2 separate regions of the Mus musculus genome follow, and region 2 is linked to region 1. A link is a contact called in public promoter capture Hi-C data. All regions are on one chromosome and are shown on one strand. The core of a region is the stretch at or near the end of the contact, and the rest is flanking DNA. Distances in the headings are between cores, read along the strand shown. Region 1 has its middle 27 kb from the start of Gm30005. Region 2 overlaps Galnt2 (polypeptide N-acetylgalactosaminyltransferase 2).

What was found. Promoter capture Hi-C pulls out the DNA fragments that hold promoters and counts their contacts.
Region 2: a contact with region 1 is called in a promoter capture Hi-C map of the C10 cell line. The contact joins two enhancer-like sites. A contact is called at or near these places in 5 of 39 promoter capture datasets (the C10 cell line, the HPC-7 cell line, cranial neural crest and 2 more), 1 of 15 datasets of contacts at CTCF or cohesin (the NIH/3T3 cell line), 1 of 484 Hi-C or Micro-C datasets (bone marrow-derived macrophages), 3 of 115 datasets of contacts at active chromatin or transcription factors (cardiomyocytes, embryonic basal ganglia and large pre-B cells) and 1 of 9 other capture datasets (pancreatic islet).

The regions. Positions count from the first base shown.
Region 1 is chr8:124,111,924-124,118,666 of GRCm38.p6, reverse strand. No RefSeq gene overlaps it. Among named protein-coding and RNA genes, the nearest start is that of Gm30005, 27 kb to the right of the region's middle. Within about 2 kb of position 5,391, at least 11 of the 459 cell types and tissues checked have an H3K27ac peak or open chromatin away from gene starts, as enhancers often do.
Region 2 is chr8:124,304,560-124,311,280 of GRCm38.p6, reverse strand. It overlaps Galnt2 (polypeptide N-acetylgalactosaminyltransferase 2), which reads right to left. Exons shown (of 16, transcript NM_139272.2): 3 at 5,613-5,766. Among named protein-coding and RNA genes, the nearest start is that of Galnt2, 77 kb to the right of the region's middle. Within about 2 kb of position 1,565, at least 6 of the 459 cell types and tissues checked have an H3K27ac peak or open chromatin away from gene starts, as enhancers often do.

The sequences.
Region 1 (6,743 bases), core at 4,142-6,641:
CTTTCTGCATCCTGCACCTGCTGTCTGCAGCAGCTGGCCTGGACTGGTCCCCTGGAGGAGCCAGCTCCAGGCCAGCTGCACTACCGGGTTTCACCATCTCAGCAACAGCGTCCTTCTGTCCATACCTGCAAGAACAGACAGCTTAGGAGCCTCAGTTCCGCCCTCAGGTGTTTACAGGTCAAGCATGTTTTGAGAACAGGAAGGACTTGTCAGGCTGTGGCCCTACCCCAAAAAAGAACGGATGTCAGTGGAGTGGACTAATGTCTCTAGGGACTGTCCTAATACAAAGGTGACCAGAGTCTTTGTCTTTCTAGAATGAATATATGGCCCAACATCCAGGACTTTAAAACCAAGAGAGTCCTGGACTGGGCAAGAGTCTACCTGTCAATCAACTATAACAACATTGTCAATCAATTATAATGACCCTGCCAATTAATAATAATAATACTGCCAAATGCAAATGAGCTTAGTTTGGGATCTGAGGAACTAAGACTTCATATAGATTTCAGATAGCTCTGAAGTAGTTAAACCAGCAAGGAGAAGTTTGAAGGAGCCTAGCAGAGGAGGGGTCCCAGCTTCAGTCTTGTTTAGAAACTGGGAAGACTGTAGAAGGGAAGGTGAAGAGCAGGGCTACTGCCTGCCATCAGAGACCATCTTGGGACGGGGACTATGGAGATCTGAGGGTTCTTGGGCCATATACACTCAGCCACTTTGCCTTTTAGATGACCTTGGAGAGCCTGGATGGGTCTGTCTGGATTTAGGCAGGCTGCACACAGCATAGTGGGGCAGAGACTCACAGAACTCCTCACAGAAGGGCCATGCTTATGGCACTGGAGTTGTGTTGCTTTGAGATGGGATCTCGCTATGTAGCCCTAGTTGGTATTGAGCACTCGACAGTCCTCCTAGCTCCTCCTCTCCAGTGCTGGAATACAGGCACTCGCCAGCGTGCCCAGCTTACAACTGTAGTTTTATTAAGAAGGATAGAAGTCCAAAGCAGCAAAATCCAAGTGCTGCACAGGGCCAGACTCCACTCTCTACTTGGTAGGCCATCCTCAGATTTGCTTCCAATGAAAAACTGTAATATAAAAACATAAAAACTAGGCCTTTAGGCCCAGGCTTGAGAATGTGACCTTTGTGACTCAATGCTCCAAGGTATGCTAATCATAAAACAGATAGTGACATTCCTCCACCCACCCACTTCCTGGGTTCAGGGAGTGTTCGTTCAAAGAAAGCCACCCTGACAGCTCCTGGAACCCACTATGCAAATGTGGTATTGTTAGGGGCTCATAGAAACTCTTGAGAAATAATCTGCACAATTACCAGGTATTCCTTGTGACTCTTGTGACTTTGCACTTCCTTGTGACTCTTAACTGGTATTTTTGGTATTTTCCAACAACACCCCCCCCCCAGCCCCTTGAGTTGTGGTTTCTTCCTTTAAATACCCCATCTCCCAGCTACTTGGGGCCCATGGTCCTCTAACCCTGTGTGGTGTATGACTGTGGGCCCCAGAGTGCTCTTGGAATAAAAAGTCCTCTTGCAGTTTGCATCAAGACCGTTTCTCGTGAGTGATTTGGGGTGACGCCTCTCCTGAGTCATAACGTGGGAGAGTCCTCACATTGTGGGTCTTTCACCAACAAGTTCTGTTGTAGCAAAAGGAAGTTGATGGGGGGGAGGGGGGCTGGATCAATCAAACCATAGACTCACATGCCACTTTCGTGATAACTCAGAGCATATATGGTAAGACTGTTGTGTTTCCAGAAAGCAGACCAGCACTGGCACGTGCTCTGCAGCATAGGTGAAGAAGATAAAACCCGTTTATTGGGTGGGACCCCAGTGAGGATACTCCCCACCACACTAACCCTGACAGGTATGTCCTGATTTGCAGCTGAAAAAAACATATCTGTGCCCAGTCTCTCATTTGATCTATTTCCCGGTTTCCCTGATAGCTGAGGGAAGCTCATCAGAGACAAGATGCCATCAATGACACTTCTCAGGGAAGCTCAGCAGAGATACGATGCCATCAATGAAGTTTCTCAGGACTCATATGGGGCCAAGAGCAGTGGCAATTTCCCTCACCATGCCAGCACTGAGAACACAGGACCCAAGCCAGCAGCACAGGCCAAAGCCGCACTGATACACTGACCTCTCTGCTGAGTTACAGAAAGAACACTCTACTGAGCCCAGGAACTGGCAACTATGACAACGAGGCCATCTCAGGGTTACAACCCAAAGGTGGCTCTACTTCACTTGTTAGCTGGGACAAAATGGGAGCCAAACCTTCACAAGCAGGAAAGCAAGAAGGTTATAAGGCCAACCACAGGCTGAAGTCGAGGTAAGGCTTCTGCTGAAGGTCTTATAGGTCATCTGAGAGAGTCCAGTCTCAAAGAGCTGCCAGTAAGAGAGGCCCTGGGGTATAAAATCCACTGCCATTGTAAGGTTCCCACTTGTGCTTCTTGATGAGGGAAAAGTTTGGGCTAGGCTGGGGGCACTGGGCATTGGCGAGAGCCCCATGGAGACCACTGAGACAGCATAGCCCACAGAAGGCCTCACACAGGTAATAGTAGCTTCTGCCCAGCCTAAAACCAATACCACCTTTGTTCTGAATCCCTAACGCCAAGGATCACTGTTCAAATACCTATAGAAGCCACTTCATTTCACCATTAAAACCTCCCCTTTCACTCAGCCTCTCTCCCTATCACATGCATGCTCCTACTGCAGTAGTCTGCTGTTCACACAAGTTTTTTGGTTGACAACAGCAAAGGCCCTACATTGGGTCTCCAGGAAAGCTAACCCCATGATGGTCTGAGGAAGTGTTGGCCTGTGAAGCTGCTTGTCTTTGACTCCCTGGCTTCTAGTCTGTTCCGTCTGGGAAGAGCCATGAGCATCTGGCTGAGTACCAGGAATCTCCACCCAGTAGCCTCTTCCACCAGAGTAAACCTCGGAGAACCCAGACCTCTGAGGTAGAAGACCAATGTTCCCCTACCTCAATCCCAGTGAGCACAAGCCAACGGGATACCGTGTCCTGTGCTTGTGTTTCTGTCTGGGGCTGGTTGGCAGTCAGATGGGGCTGAGATAAGCCTGTTGGGCCCCAGAAGACAGAAGAACTTGTGTCCTGGATCTTTGGTGTAACCAGCTGTGGGGACCTGGAACAATAGAAGCAAAAGACACAAAGTGGAGGAGGAAAAGGAGCACGGGGAGAGGCAGAGCTCTCTGGGTGTGGTGCTGTGAGGGGGTTGTCCATCTGATCTTTGTCCCCAGTCCCTGGCACGGAGCCTTTTAGAAGCTTGCAGTTTCCCTGTGATGAGGTTCTCTCAAGTCCCCTTGAGTCCCTGTCAGTGTGGCGACTTACATTGGCCCCTTGAGTCCGCCAGGATGTAGCTGAGCAGGGCTGAAGCCCCCCAAAATGTAGTGAGATTGGAGGGGGTTGAGCTTTATAGAAACTTGGGGGAGATGGCTGATTGCTTACTGGGTGGAGGATCCTGTCATGTGACAGGCTCTAGGGAAAGGTCCTGGACTCAGGACCCACATTAAACCAGGCCTGAGGCAAATGCTCTTTAAGTTCTGTGAGCTGCTGTAGTAGGAAATAGAGAGACAGTTGGCGGTTTTTTTTTTAAAGTAGTGTTTTAATTGTATGTTTCTATGTCCATACCTGTATTGGTGTGTGTGTGTGTGTGTGTGTGTGTGTGTGTGTGTGTGTGTGTGTGTGTGAGTGTGGTGTGTCTGTGTGTTGTTGCATTTTTTCCTTCAATTGCTTCTTTATCTAATTTCAAATTTTTGTTTGCTTGGTTTTTTTTTTTTTGTTTTTGTTTGTTTGTTTGGTTGGTTGGTTGGTTGGGTTTTTTGAGACAGGGATTCCCTGCTGAATCCAGGGGTCAACCATTTTGGCTAGACCCCATCCTTGGGGTCTTCTTGTCTCCACCCCAAGCCTTAGTGATGAGGTTACAGACACATGCTGCCTTGCCCAGCTTTTAAAATGGTTCTGGTTGTCCAGAGTCAGGTCTTCATGCTCCTTCAGCAGGCATTTTGCCCACCGAGCCATCTCTCCAATCCTGCTGCAAGATTTGCATACAGCGGGCCAGCAGTGTGGAGGACTGGGAGTTGGCGTCCGAAATGGACAGTCTGTGGGACTGAGCCCTTGAGCCCATGACAATGAGGTCCATGCCAACTGAAGTGGAATGGGAAAAGTTAGACAGCAGCCAAGTGGTTTACGGGTGACGGTTCACCTTGTTGCCACCACGATGCTGGCTGCTATCACTAAGAAGCCCAGCATTAAGGGAAGAGTCCAGGGACACATGTTAGTGGGATGTGGAGGGATCCATTAGGGCCACTTTGATAGTGCAATGGGTCTTCCTGGGACAGAGAGCAGGGGAGGCTCAACTGAGCACAGTGGGGCAAGCTCATATTTACACCCAGAGTCCTGGAAGCTGAGGATGGAAAACCATGGAGAGAAAATGCAGAGCCATGTTGGGGTCCAGCTAAACTGACCAGCTGGAGAAACTGGAGAAAACGTCTCCCCTAGATTGCTTGTAGGGACTTCTGTAGCACATTTTCTTGATTAATGGTTGGTGTGGGAGGGCCCAGCTCAACGGGGGGGGGGGGGGGGGGGTGCCAAACCTGAGCAGGTGACCTGCAGTTGGATAAGAAAAGCAGGCTGAGCGAACTATGAGGAGCAAGTCAAGCAACTCATCCTCTGCTTCAACTCCTGCCTTGAGCTCCTGCCCTGACTTCCCTTTAGGGTGAACTGCGACTGCGAGATGGAATAAACCCTCATCACAGCTTTAGAAACCTAAGATAAGCGCAGAGTATAAATCACACAATGGCAGGAGTGGGTTTGAGCTCTTCCCACAGGCAGGTCTTGTGCTAAGATCACCAGATTGATACTGAACGTTCTGTCTATACACAAGGAAACCAGGCAGGGAGGGAAGAGACAGATGCCCTGCCCCAGGTCATACCTTAATCACTCCAAAGAAGGCCCAGTCCAGGATCACCTATCTTCCACACACCGACACCATCAAATCTTTGACCATAGTTCAATGCCAGGCTTAGCCTTCATAAGAAAGCTAGCATGCTCATGGCTGAGTGGGATCCATGAGACAGGGACATCCCTCCCCAGGAAGAGCAAGCCTCCTCCTAGGGACCCAGAAAGCAGGGCCAATTGCTCCTTTTGCCTGCCTCCTTTGTGTTTCACAGGCCAAGGACTGTGAAAACGGAAATCACTGAGGTAGCCATGTTGGGAACTTTCAACATGGAGTTAGAACCACCAAGGATGGGACTCTGGCACGTTTCCAGCTGGTTGTAAGCTTTGGCTGCGTTCACCCCTGACCACAGGCATCAGGAAGGCCCCGAGAGTGGACGTTTCTAATCTTACTCAGAGGCTCCAGGTTGGATCAAAGGTTGTCAGACTGGTTTTAAGAACTTGCCCTTTCTGTTCAAACATCCTCCTCTCTAACTCCTCTCTCCAGAGGCCGCTTCCTTCTGACTGCTCAATACGTGCTCTGTCTCCTGCTTCCTCGGCATCCCAGTGGAGCTTGTCGAACCTGTGTTCGTCAACCACAATTTCCAAAACCTCGAACGGAGTTCTTTTACTTGGATAGTTTCCTACATTTGGTTTTACGTGTGTGTGTGTGGGGGGGGGGGTGTCAGGCTGTCTATGTCCCTCACACAAAGGGGGTAGCAGAGAAGTAGTTGATTAGATTTAAACTTTTAGTTGGTATGTATCACTAACATATGATTGTATTTTCATAGTTGGTGCTAAGTAGTTGGATCCCACTCACCCCACCCTCGCTTCCCTCTCTCCTCTCCTGCGAGTCCTCTTCTTTCATATCGTTAATTTCTCAAGCTCCTGGAAACAAAGTTCACCCTGGCCATCTTTTAAAAGGTTTGTTTCTGTTGAGGTGCCAGATAGCAAAGCCCTCCTACAACAAAGGAGTTATGATTCATCAGCAGACTAAGTACAAACTTGCAAAGCAAGATGGCGGGATGAGCTGGGCCCAAAGTAAGGTTATGAGGCATGGGAATGGGCTTATTATTTTTATTATATTTGCTTACTTTTAAAGATTTGTTTCATTTTTTTTTATTGTTGAGTGGGGGGCAGCATATGAGTCATCTCATGTTTCCACCAGGGACAAGAAAGTTCAACACCGAGTAACATTTTAGAAGAACAGGGGGACAAAAACCTCGATGGTGCCTTTTGCTTCTGTCGCATTTGCAATCTTATTCTTGCCCCATTTAGATACTCTCCTCTGTGTCCTACGTGGGCACCAAACATCCTTGTTAACCTCCATCCCTCACCTCCCTCTGGCTGAGTACCGCAGGTTTCCACCCTCTCACGAATGTAACATGGAGCATGACTGGCCCTGAGCGCAAGTCTGCTATGACTCATCTTCCATCAACACACTGCTCCTTCATCCCCAAGGTAATAATTGCAAATTGCTTTGCTTATTTGCTTTTAAGGTTTCCTGTATCCTAATGTTTGTCTCTTGTCTCCCCAAGCGACTCAAATCAATAGCGTTATTATGTGTTCAAACACGGCACCTCTGTCCTTCCTTCCTCTTTTCCTTTTTGTGTTTGTGTGTGTGTGAGAGAGAGAGAGAGAGAGAGTCTGTGTGTGAGAGAGAAAGTGTGTGTATGTGTGTGGGGGGGGGGTGAGGAGGGGATGGGTCTCACTTATATAGGCCAGGCTAGCCTCAAACTAATAAAAGCCCACTTTCCTCTGCCTCCCATGCACTAGTATCGGCATGAAC
Region 2 (6,721 bases), core at 316-2,815, 200 kb before region 1:
GACCCAGAAAGGTATCGTGCCATTCTGCCACCTTCATACACTACACGAAGCTTTTCCATTTCAAAGACAAAAGAACTGGGCCTGCCACTATGTATTTGTAAGCCGAGCTGGGCAGAGGGCAGAGGGCAAAGGGCAGAGGGCAGAGGGCAGAGGGCAAAGGGCAGAGGCAGAAGGATCCCAAGTTTAAGGCCTGCCTGGGCTATAGAGTGAGTTCAAAAATCAGCCAAGGTAAGTTGGTGAGGCCCTGTCTCAAAATAAAAAGGAAAAAGGTCTGGAGATGTACCCTAGTGGGGGACACTTGCCCAGCATGTATGAGCCCCTGGGTTCAATTCCAGCATTGCAAACAAACGCGTAAGGCTTTCAAATGGGCAGCCGACGGGGGCCAGCCTGGGTTGACCTGATTTACCCGGCCAGCCTGCTGAGTCTGGTTTCCCTGCTCTGATTCCCTCAGTAGTAGGCAGGTCATGGTTTCAAAGGTATTTCCTTAACCTGGTTTTCTGCTGATCTGCTACAGAAAGAGCCACACAGCAATGAAGCAACACAGCATACCCAGGGTCAGTCCTCGAGGTCGGCGTGGCGTGCCACACGAGTCAAGAACAAAGCTTCCCAGAGCACAGCCTGGTCTGCTCAACCTGATTCCCACAAGCCACTGGTCACAGGACAGCAATGACCAACACCGGCACAGAAGCCAGGGGTTCACAAGCCTTTCCGTATTTCCACAGATGTCGGAGCTTACTGACAGCCGAGGGACAGTCACGGTTATACTGTGACTGCTCTGCAGATAAAAGCCCGGGGTCAGAGATCATTTTCACCGTGGTCTGAGAGTAACAAGTGACAGAACTACTAACAGAGTCATGGTGTCCGTCCCCACGTCCACGCCGTCCGTCCCCATGTTCATGACACTTCTGCTCAGGGTGAGATGCAGGAGCTGTGAATTCCCAGCTAAATTAGAACTAAATGAAACACTCAGGTGTTCCTCTGCATTCAGAGACAATAAAGTTCTTTGCTCTGGACAAAACTACTCATGGAAAGCAGAGAGGCAGGGATGAGATGCGGAAACTGCCTTGGAAGTGCTGGAGAGACTGCAGGCAGCCAGATGCCCCGAGAGAGAGGGGCCAGCCCTCTGCTGCCCTCCCCTTACCTGCCAGGCAGAATACATCCAACAGAGCAATGGCCTTGTGGAGAGGAGGCCAGGACCCAAGTCAGGACTTGCTGATGACAATGGGACTGAGATTAGGGTGGCAATCCTAGGAGCTGCTTCCTAGAAGAAGAAAGGCCTGGACACTTCAGACTGCTCCCACCCAACAGAAACCCAACCCGTGGTTCAGTTCTGCATGGCACAAGAGTGATCTGCCTACGTTATCTGCAAAGCCTATCTTCCTTGGGGGATGGAAACACCAGGGATAGCCTTTGAGTATCTCTGTCCCTATTCACTACCAGAACAAGGCAATTCTACATGTTCTCTGTCTACAGAAGGATTTCAGGCAGACTTAATACATGCAGGAAGCAGGGTGCATGGAGACAGAGGAATAAACAATAAGAACGAAAGAGGGCAGAAGGCCAGTGGGAATACCCAACAAGAATGTGACAAGGGCCTTGGGGACAGAGGAGGAGCTCACAAGGGTGGCAGAGGAAGTTACCGGCACTCAGACCCTTCAAACCCCAAACAGGCTCAAGTCTCAGAAGGCAATGTCCACACATTCTTACAAATTACTAAAAAGCATAGAGAAGTATCTTAAAGTACAACTATAAGCAAAGACAAACTGCTCCATAAAGAACAAGTCATAGCTATCTTCACCAGGAACGGTGGGAAACACAGTGACTGAGAGCAAAGAAAGATGCAGAAGCAACGGCCAACCAAGAGGTTTGCACTCTCAGCTGGGGCTGGGGGAGTGTCTCAGAAACAAGTGAAACACACCAATAGGATCTAGTGCTCTGAGCTGGTGCCAAGAGGAGCCACTGTGAACGATTACTTCAGGGACACTGAGGGACAAGTGGCCAAGGCTGGATGGGGAGGAACAAGGAATGAGAATGGGAAGAAAGGCTTGGATATGAAGGGTATTTGCTGAAATTACACTGTGTGTGTGTGTGTGCGCGCGCGTGTGTGTTTATAAAGAAAGATAGGGTGGTGAGGTGTGCTGTTCAAAATGTAACATTCTCTCAGCTTGAACTCTGCTAGTTTATCGTAGCTGATATTTTAACTGGTAAGAGAAACACCCAGAGACAGAACAGGAGGAGAAAGTATAGCAAGCAGGACTCGGCACACCTTGAGATACTGGCCTTAAACTCCAGAGTTCACATCAAACACAAGGACTGAATGTCCTCCTACAAGACAAGGCTTGTTAGAGCCGACAGAGGCACCAGAGTGAACCAGAGGCGCCTTCATACATGTTGCGTAGAAGGTCCGAGAATGTGTGCAGGAAGCAAAGCCAGGACGGAGACCTCATGTGACATCCCCACCAGAGAGATGACACCTGCCAACGAAGTATGTCAGGCCAGCAGTATACACATATAAGACGCTGAAGACCAAGGGTCCTCTGGTTCCTCAGCCACTCTAGGACTGCACTGCCCTCGCCCAGGTCTTAAGCCTCACACTGGAAAGTCCTAGGTCTCACGGGCCTCCGCCTGTGCTGGCGGGCGGGCTCCTGTGACAGCTTCCCCACTCTTGGCATTAGCAGTGTTTACTTGACAGAGTAACAGCGGTAGAGTTGGGGCGATGACCAGCACACAGTTCCAGTCCCAGCCCGGCCCTAACAGAACATGGCCAGTGCTGATGACCCAGGGACAGCAAGCACACACAGCATGCCAACATCCAACCAACATATGACATCCTGCTTGAAGCTAGTGACACCCTCAGGAGCGTACTGTCCCCAAGTGTGAGCTCTGTTTACAGCCAGACCTTCTGAAGGGTTTACGTCAGATCTCTCGGCGCACCAGAGCAGAGCAACCATGCTGTGCAAACTGAGCAAAGATGAGATACTCTAGTTTGGAAGCCTGCTGAACAGACCCTCCTTAGATGCTCCTCCTCAGGGGATGGGAAGGTGGGGAGGGGAACTGAGCAGGACACCATAATCTCTGAACCACCTTTTAGTTTGAGATGCAAGCATATTTCAAAGTCCCAATGTTTGAAATTCAAGCTAAAGCGAAACAGAGGAACCCTGAGCCCGACTTGGTGCCGGAAGGCTGACGGGATCTCAGTCCCGTGGGATTTAGTGGAACAAACACAGTGGTGGTGGTTGGCCGGCAGGAAGAAACCCCTGACGGTGTGTTTCCATGAGGGCTTGCTGGTGTCCCAGCAGAAGAAATCTTAAATTACCTTGAGCTCCTGGCAGAGAGGAGACATCGGCCAACCTCCAGCTCTGCTTGGAAGCAGCTGCACACTGTCCACACAGTAGCACTCATAAGTGGCCTCAGAATCTAAGAGACCTGCCTGGCTCATATCCTATCCATTGCTGAGAGATGCCAGGAAGGCTCACAGACCCACAGACACCGTGACCTCTGAGTCACACGGGACCTGCTGGGCCACCTCTGCCCATGGCTGCCTGCGGAGGTCGCCTTCTCTTCTGTCTGCGTTTGTTTACCTCATGTGGACCTTCCAATGACAGAGGGTTGGTGCTTGGTATAGACTCTTTCTGGGATGACAGATGGCCATCTTCCCACCATATCCTCACACGGTCAAGGGGAAGATCTCACTCTTAATGTCTTCCATCTCCCCCTCTTCCCCTACCCGATTCCTCCCCTTCATTCTCTTACTGAGATTCCAGTGGATTAGGGGCCATTCTCACAACTTTATTTAACCTTAACCATGCCTAAGAAAGAAGCTATCTCCAAACAACAACACACTGGAGGCTCGGGACTTCACCATGTCAATTCATCCATAAACACCCATGCTCCCACTGGCTGCTGGTCAGAGGGAATGAAGACTCTGGGGTGGGGTCCTGTGAGCCAAAAGAGCACAGAACAATCGCCATCCTGCCATCCTGCAGGGGACAGAAGTCACAGACGGAAGTGCCAGTCGGATAGGGTCTGGGTGTCTCATCCTGAATCTGCTCTCATTGGTCTGCTTCCAGCTCCACAGACATGGGAGGCTGAGTTCTGTTGTGTGAGGTCTTCAGAGTTAAAGCCAGGCTCTCACACGAAAGGCTCATGGTGTTCCTGCTATAGAAACCTCAGGGAGCTGAAGAGAAAGCCTGATACTTTCCGCTGATGCCCTGTGATGGATTCCCGGGGCCAACACAAGTGGCCAATGCCTGTCAGGATTTAATTTAACCCAATTCAGCCAATGGGGAAACACACACACCCTGCCACGGCTTCAACACAGCAAAGGAGGCCGACCGACACAGACCAGGCAGAAATCAACCCATCCTGGGAGGAAAATTAGTTTGGGTAAACAATCATTCCAGAAATACTGAAAGAAAATCCGTCTGCAGAGTCTGAGGGAATTTCAGAAGCTCACAGGAGAGGCAGCAGCTCAGAGCCCAGCCCCCTGCCGACAAGCCCCAAACCACACCTTTTCCTGCTCAAAGGAGAGCAAGCCATGGTGAAATCTTAGTGGGAAAGCCAGCTAGCACCAGCTGGTGACAAAGCTCACCGGTCACACGGAGCTCAAACTTCAGTCATCTCAGATAGCCAGGTGTCATTTCACCCTGACTGCTGAGCTCTGTCCTGAGGCTGAGAGCCCAGATTAGGTACTTTTTTCACTTCTGTGACTAAAAATAAAAAAAATAACCTGACAACATGAAGAAATTCGGGTGCATTTTGGCTCACAATGCTAAGCGCAGTTTACCATGGCGCAGCACTCCTGCGGCAGAAACGTGAGGCAGCTGGGCACCTTACATCTGCCAGGAGTCGAAGCTCGGCTAGCTTCCAGTTTCTATTCCTCCTGGGACCCCAGCTCACACTTATGCTGCTCCTGTGAGGTGAGACCCGCGGCGGCAATGAACCTAATCTAGAAACTCCCTTACAAATCCAGCAGAGCCGGTCTCTGAGGGGACTATGATCCTGTCAAATAGACGCTCGCTTGCCCTTCTGGCTTTGTCGTCAGCACCTCCTAGTCCAGTGCCCCTGCTTTTTCTCTGGGACATAAAGACAGATGTGGGGGAAATGACCAAGGCCTTCGGCACCCCTTTCCTTGTAAGCAGTGGCAGAATAGTCTCCATGTCTGAGAGTGCTTCGAGCTGAGCCCAGCGGAGTCAGGGTGCCCCCACCCGAGGCCTGAAATCGGCCCTTCTCCACAGTGTTGGGGGTGCAGCACCTTCTCCTGTCCTCCTGGTCCCTCCCTGTTCTGAGACCTTAGTTAATCTCTTCTCCGGTTTCCAGAATGTTCCTAACTACAGCTGTCCCCAGTAAGAGGAAGTTAGATTTTCTTCTTTCCAAGACTGTGGAAAGTGTTTTATGAGTGCAGCTTAAAAATACTAAAAGATCAGCAAGCACAAGGCCCATACAGCTTTCTCTGCTGGCCAACAGCCTGCCGCCCCTGCAGAAGGCCAAGAGCCATGAGCCTCACTCACTCCAGGATGTTGCCTGCTCTGACAACCACCACCACCTGGGTGAGGAAATCCAGCGCTTCGAGGAGATTCTCCAGCTCTCCCCGCATGCTTGCAGAGACTTACTGGTCATGCCGGGTGTCGGGGATGCCTCTGTCCATGTGCAGCTTGTCACTCTCCACCTGGTTGAACTTGTTGCGTGCGTACGGGTCCTGCCCAGAGCGAACCATTGTACCGCCAACGTATGCCTCCTGGTTAAAGTCTGGCCACCGGACTTTGCCTGGAAAAAGCGAAGCAGAGGGTGTGGGACAAGCGGACACGAGACCAGAGTGTCGCCAGAGACGGCAGCAAGTGTTAGGTTGAGCGACAGTGGCCTTGGCTCGTTCACAGGAGGACAACTGTAATCAAGAGTAGCTGAGAGGGCCCTGAACGTCGTCACATGGAAGCCAAGACTCTGCAAGACAAGAGTGAAAGCCCAAGCACACACTTCACTCAGTGCCTCGCAAGACAGTCGGCAACTCAGGCGCCATGGAGTTCTGGGAAGGGGGTGTTCTCTGTCTGCCTACCTTCCCAGGAATTTTGGTCATGTCCCCAAACAATCCCCGTCAGGCAAAGGAAACAATGTGTGTATAAATTAATAAAAGACTCCACTGTGCAATCAGGCGCCACAGGATAAATGTTTGGACTGTTGGGAGTCCAAAACCAGAGCCCAGGGCAAGGCTATCCTGAGACAGTGCTGAGGGTGTGGGAAGAGTGTGTGTGTGTGTGTGTGTGTGAGAGAGAGAGAGAGAGAGAGAGAGAGAGAGAGAGAGGGAGACTCTAGGCCTCCTCCTACAGATGGAGGCTCCAGGAGAGTCAATGGCTATGGTGCTATGGTGAGTGGCAGGAGGGAAGGGCAAGGTGGATGCTAGACTTAGACCACCCATCGTGCTGACTGTTCTTTTGGTTGATCGATTTCACGTAGCCCAGGCTATCCTCAAACTCACTAGGTAGCTGAGGATGATGCTCCTGCGGCCACGCCCAGCTCTGCTGACTGTTCTGACCTCACTAGAATCACCATGCCCTCCTCCCTTTGCTCCCTGTGAAGAGGGTCCTAGGAGGCTAAACACCCCTGGGCTATGGGTATTCACTGCTCACTCCTGCAACAGCCCACGCACTCAACACGCCTAAAACGTTCCTTCCCTGAGTCCCACTGCTGTCAGCAGAATCACTGGCCATCGGGAGAGGGGCACATC